2 separate regions of the Bombyx mori genome follow, and region 2 is linked to region 1. Evidence: chromatin contacts called from public Hi-C data. All regions are on one chromosome and are shown on one strand. Each heading gives the region's core, a stretch centred on a gene start, on an enhancer-like site or on the middle of the called end of the contact. The rest is flanking DNA. Distances are from core to core; before and after follow the strand shown.

Region 1 (3,151 bases), core at 302-2,801:
CATGAAGATTAAAAGACTAAATTTGTTATTAGGCTTAGACGCAGTAGTAACACAACTTCTAGGCCAGTTGGAGAACTCAGGGCCTCCTCCTCTACCACGGGATCAGCTAGCCGCATTACCACAGGAGATACTCACGGAGGATCATGCTGCTAAAGGGACTGCTTGTTCAGTGTGCTGGGAAAATTTTGAAACAGGTTAGTAAAACACAAGCATCTCAATTTAAGATCCTATAGCATGAAATAGCTAGAATGATATGTGAGCTCATTCACAAATTTAACAAAAAATAAATAAATAACCTACTGAACTGATTATTACCATCATGAATATATGAATATATTTTTATCAATTTACATAATTAAGAGTGAAACTTTTACAATTTTTGTAGTAAGGCATAAAATGTTTTTTACTTAATATTACTTATGATTTAGGAATGAATTAGGATTAATAGCTTTGCCATTTGTAACAACTATCAACAGTGACTAATCAAGATAAGTTAACAAAATATGTAATTCACATTTCAGGCGAGACAGTATCGCGGTTAGAATGTGAGCATCTGTTCCACTCGTCGTGTATCTCCCCGTGGCTGCAGCTACACGCCACCTGTCCCATCTGTCGGCGCTCGCTGCTCCCAGCAGATCCTCCGCCTGCCGATACTGAAGCCATCACCAATACCACAAGCACCACCACAGACACCACAGCCACCGCCACGACCCAGCAACCGCCGCTACCGCCCACGCAACCGCCCACGTCTACGGCCAGTAGTACTCCGTCAATAGCTTCAATCAATGCTCGGTCTGGTGTGTATCATCTTCCTGATTATAATTCGCAACATAAATGTTACGAACATAAAACTATTATGCAAAAACCAAATAGGATTTGCATTAGAAAAAAATAAAAACTATTTACTCTCTAAAAATAAATAAAAACTATTTGCGGTAGGCAGCGGCTTGGCTCTGCCCCTGGCATTGCTGAAGTCCATGGGTGACGGTAACCACTCACCATCAGGTGGGCCGTATGCTCGTCTGCCTACAAGGGCAATAAAAAAAACCTTTTTTAAAACTACAATTTTATACTTATTAACAGAATGGTGATAGAGCATTTTTCATGACAAATCTAAATACTTTAAATAGCTACAAATTTTTGATTACTATTCAGTTTAATTTCAAACATTTGATTATTAAACAATCCCCTATCTATACTTACAATATTCATAGTGTAAAATATTATATAATATATTTGATGGTTCTAGGTTTCGCGGCGGCGCTGCAGCAGATGATGCAGGCGACGGGCGCGCACGTGACGCTCTCGGGCTTCGACTCGGGCTCGTCGGGCTCCGGCTGGCCCGACACCTCGTCGTCGTCGCTCGGCTCGGACCGGTACAACATGGACATCGACTACGACTAACTGCAGGCTCGGCCGTGGCGTCGTTCGTGCCGCAGAAGATATGTATTGTTATGATCGAAAACGACGCGATTGTCACGTGAACTGTCGATGCCGATGCGGCGAACGCGATGAGACGTACTGTGCGCGAGTGTGAGTCGGTGTGAACTAGTCGTTGAGTGCTCATGGTGACGCCGAGCTGATCTCTAGTGTTTGCCGTAGTGGATCCTGTGAATGTTGGGAATCGTGCCTTTCATCTGTGACGTTATTGACACTACTATATGTGTGGCGTAGTGTGGGACAACTCTCGGTGTGAAAATCTCACAGTGCACATAACTAATGAGTTTATAACTTGTGTCGATTTGATACAGGTTTGTTGAAATCGACATTTTGAGGTTTTCCACGTCAGTCAATTGTGATTATCGAAATTGTGTCAATAAAAATGTTATAAATAGAATAGTTAATGAAATTGTTATACTATATTAAATGTAACTAGTTTAATGTAATGTAATAGTTGGGGTTGAATATAACTGACGTGGACTTGTTGTGTTAAGATTGTGTGCTAAATATTTTTTTATGACTGTGACAGATCTAAACGATCTATATCTTGTATAGTGAATTAATGTTAATGTTTTACTGGTGGTAGTGCGTAATGTAAGCCCGCCTGGGCTGATATTACTGATCTGCCTAATTCTGCTGTGAAGCAGTAATGTATTCCGATTTGAAGGTTTGAGAAAGTGTTATGCAGCACAATTGAGAATTAGACCTCATATCTAAAGTTGGTTGGCGGCGTTTACGTTGTAATATCTATGGCTTCTGGTAACCACTTACCATCAGGTGGGTCCTGAGCTTGTCACCCGTGTAAGCTAATAAATAAAAATTGTGAGATTTTCAAGCTGAGCTTAAATTATTGAATTGTTTGTGATTTCGTAAACACGCGTTTCACGTAATAAATAAAATTGTATGTAGAAGAGTCATGGTTCAATTGTTTTTATTTTTAGTAATCTTTTTGTCATGTAAATTATGTAAATATGCATCGTAAGTTAGGGCCTTTAATGCTGAAGTAACATGGATTGTAAATGTATTAAAGAAACGGTTGAAACTTTGACTCTAGTATATAATTTTTGTTTGTGTTTTGTAAAGTATTGTTATTATGGATTGTGTAAAATAAATAAATAAATATTAATACATAAAATTTTAAAATATCTGAACATTAAGCGTTAGCTTTATGAAAATTTTAATGATTATTTTAATTTCTCTAATACATGGTTATGTAAATATTTTATTTTTTGAAATGCGGTTTGAGAACACCATCGTAATGAAGTATTGATGCGTACAAAAAGCAATAATCATATTTGTAATAATAAAATGAAACAAAATACAAAATTTATTAATTGAATTTTGCTGTTTATTATTTAATAACATATACATTAACTGATACCTCAGCTCTGCAGAGTAACAAGTATCTTAAACAGTTAGTTATACAGCAATTAACATAAATATGGGATATTATTCATTATAAGAGAAACTAGACTTTAAAAGAAAGGTTCTACGTTGCGGCTGTCATCAATGAAAAAAAATTAAATGAATGATTTAAAAAGACAATATTTTTGTAAAATTAATATTAAGTGAAATGAAATATTGAAATTAAAATTGAAATACATTGTAACATTGAAATGCACAGATCAAACTACCATGCTATTTAATTTCCTAACTGCGACAAGAACATATTTTTTTGAATTGTCACACTTCAGAACTGAGGCCTATCGAT
Region 2 (3,469 bases), core at 457-2,956, 430 kb after region 1:
TACCGGATAGTAAATCTGTATACTGCCGGATTTCGTATAGTAAAATAAAAAATATATATTCATGGTTAAACAAAAGGCAAATAATACCACAATAGGTTATGGACAACTTTTGTTTTCATAAGCGCACGTCAAAAGTGATTGTTTGATTAATTCGTTTGTTTAATACCTTCGATCAATAATATTATGATCGAAGTTTAATACTCAAAATTAAACAGTGGCAAATTGTGGTGAATGCGACAACACCCGAACGCGCACGAATATTTCTGAAAGGGCCGAATATCCGGCGCTCCGGCCTCGCAGCTTGCCGAATATTCGGTATTCGGTATTCGGCTAAACCACTATCCGTTTCATCTCTAGAAATTATGCATGGTATCAGTAGTTATAAATATTTTATGAACAGATATGAGTAGAAGGGTTATTAAGATAATATCCTGAAAAGCACCCCACGCTTTTTTTTTTTTACAATAAAAGAATTTTTTCTTACCCTATTTTTAATTCAAATTTATTAAAATTTATTTTCTATTTTTCAGTTGGATTTTCTATAAAAGCGTATTTTGTTAGTTTTTTAAACTATTATTTATTTTTCATTTTTTTTATATTGAATTGTCATTTTTCCTTAATAAGTATCCCAAATTTCGAGTTAATCCGACGTTTTGAAGGGGGTCAAAATCATGTTTAAAGATTCTGTTACATACTAACATACATACGTCTGAAGCTAATAAAAGTGTACCTATTGAAAAAAGTTACTTTGCAAGCAATTCTTATCAAAGTTAGAGCCGATCTTCTTCTTCTTTGTCATTTCCTCATTACTGAAGGTAGTGACCACCTTGGTCCAGTTTTTGCTCTAGCTTCCTCCAAGTTGCCTGCATTCGGCCTGCTTAATGGCGCCCGGGACGCTGGTGTTTGTGGCCTCCTTGACCATGTCCGTCCACCTGGTTGGCAATCTTCCTCGACTTCTCTTTCCTTCCACGTGAAAAAAAGAAAGATTAGAATTAAAGTTAAATAGAGAATTCCACTACAATACACCGCGCGGCGCGTGTGCAGGTGGAGTCGGAGGAGTGCGACACCAAGATGCACGTGCTGCACGTGGTGTCGTGCGTGACGGAGCGCTGCGGGGCGGGCGTGGCGCGGGGCGGGGGCGCGGGGTCGCTCACCGCCTACCTGCCGCAGCTGTGGCACCACGCCGCCGCGCACCAGCACAACATGCTGCGGGCCGCCGCACTGTCCGCCCTCGTGCACCTGCTCAAGGTACGTCCCCTCTACCGTCGGCTAAAATTATCCTTACTACTATATTTGACGAATCATTTGCATCTTTGTATTTTACGGTAGGCAGCGACTTGGCTCTGCCCCTGGAATTGCTGAAGTCCATGGGCGACGGTAACCACTCACCATCAGGTGGGCCGTATGCTCGTCTGCCTACAAAGGCAATAAAAAAAATTTAAAATGTGATCTTGAACAATTTTCATAAAAAAATAATATATGTGTGCAATTCAGTAGAAATGAAACCTTCAAAAATTAAAATACATTTGTCCTAAATTCTTTGAAGTATTCTTTGAAGGAGACGATTATATTCAAATAAATCTGTATTGACATATCAATAAAATTTTTTTGTCCAAATGTACAGATTGCCACCTTTGATAATAGACGACTCGTATATCAGTATAGATTATAAATAATATTTTTTAGTATGAGGTAGCGCCCTCTGTGAATTTATTTTTTAACTTCACGTATAGTCCTAAATTAAAATTCACTACAAGAGGTTTCATACACACGTTAGTATTAAAAAAATCTCATAGATGGCGCTGTATTAAAAAAACTATGGATTTATTTTTTCGTTTCATCGAGTTTGAAATCGCAACGATTCTAAAGAACTTAAAAAATTCAACTTGACGCGTGAGATTGAGTGAGTTAAGTTGAAGTTACTCGTGGCCCTTACTGCTGCTGCACAAAAAAGGCACATCCAGTTTCCTACTTGCCTAAAGCGGCCTCGGTAACTTAGTGTTTACTTAAAAATATGTTATTGTCCAGGCGCTGGGCGATTGCACACTGACCATTAGACCGTGGATCCTGAGCGTCGTCAACGAGTCCACGCGGCTGTCGGAGCCGGCGCACGTGTACTTGTTGGAGGACGCCCTGGAACTGTGGCTCGCCGTGCTGGAGACGTCCACCAGCGCCGACCCCGCCACGATACAGCTCGCCGAGAACTTGTACCCCATCATAGGTACGTGGTCATGCCGACGGACTGCTCCCACCAAGAGGACCCCATCTGCTGTCCATTTTAACCTGTGACGTCGAGATACATGGTGGTAGGACCTCTTGTGAGTCCCCACGGGTAGGTACTACCACCCTGCCTATTTCTGCCGTGAAGCAGTAATACGTTTCGGTTTGAAAGGTGGGGCAGCCGTTGTAACTATACTGAGACCTTAGAACTCATATCTCAAGAGGGGTTGTGAGCTCGTCCACTCAACTATGCAATGAGCTCACCTACTAGTTAAGGTGAAATAGCCTTCCAAGGCTATCAGGAAGGAAAAAAAACCGATGTTTGTTAACAAAGTTACTACATACAAGGTTAAGTTGTAGGATGCCGTCGTACAATTGTGCCCCAGCCAGTCCGATGTCCGTCGTTACAGAGCAATCGACGGAGCACCACCGCATCGTGGTGTACATAATGCAGGCGTACTCGCTGCTGTGCCCCGAGGAGTTCCTGCTGGGCGCCGGCGGCCGCTGCCTGTCGCTGCTGGACGACATGATGGCCGACATGAGGTCCGACGGCGTGCTCTCCGTGCTCAAGATGGCCGAGATATGCCTCAGCGTCACGCTACCGGAGAGGAACACGTTCCTCGGGGTCAAGGTCGTCTGGCCCATACTCATCAGAGTCATTCAGTGAGTTTTATTTATTTATTGCTTAAATGGTTACTGGAGCCCTTAGATATCTACAACGTAAATGCGCCACCCACCTTGAGATATAAGTTCTAAGGTCTCAGTATAGTTACAATGGCTGCCCCACCCTTCAAACCGAAACGCATTACTGCTTCACGGCAGATATAGGCAGGGTGGTGGTAGCACCAGTGATTGCGCAAATTATAATTTTGCGGGTTTGATTTTTATTACACGATGTTATTATTTCACTGTGGAAGTAAATCGTGAACATTTAGTGAGTACGTATTTCATTACAAAAATTGGTATCCGCCTGAGATTCGAACACCGGTGCACCGCTACATACGAATGCACTGGACGTCTTATCTTTTAGGCCACGACGACTTCAACCTATTATACCTTATTAACCAACGAATCCAAAAACCTATTATAACTTCCCCATATAAAGGCAAGTCACGATCCACACACTTAGTATAGTGTTTCAGGAAATTTGCATCATGATTGATGACCTTAGTTATTAAAAAATAAAAAAAATAATATTAAATATTAATTGTGATTGTTATATACAAATTAAAAATAAATTAGTTTGGAA

What was found. Hi-C and Micro-C count contacts between places; a contact is called where the count stands out from the background.
Region 2: a contact with region 1 is called in a Hi-C map of middle silk gland, with 1.9 times the contacts expected there. The contact joins two enhancer-like sites.

What each region holds. Positions count from the first base shown.
Region 1 is chr21:1,843,145-1,846,295 of ASM3026992v2, forward strand. It overlaps LOC101739542 (E3 ubiquitin-protein ligase RNF126), which reads left to right. Exons shown (of 7, transcript XM_038018525.2): 5 at 33-194; 6 at 522-797; 7 at 1,250-2,779. The coding sequence ends at 1,404. Among protein-coding and RNA genes, the nearest start is that of LOC101739542, 6.5 kb to the left of the region's middle. Within about 2 kb of position 1,552, at least 5 of the 8 cell types and tissues checked have open chromatin away from gene starts, as enhancers often do.
Region 2 is chr21:2,277,260-2,280,728 of ASM3026992v2, forward strand. LOC101744982 (importin-11) reads left to right here. Exons shown (of 17, transcript XM_021347628.3): 11 at 1,045-1,248; 12 at 2,029-2,221; 13 at 2,631-2,883. Among protein-coding and RNA genes, the nearest start is that of LOC101744982, 9.2 kb to the left of the region's middle. Within about 2 kb of position 1,707, at least 7 of the 8 cell types and tissues checked have open chromatin away from gene starts, as enhancers often do.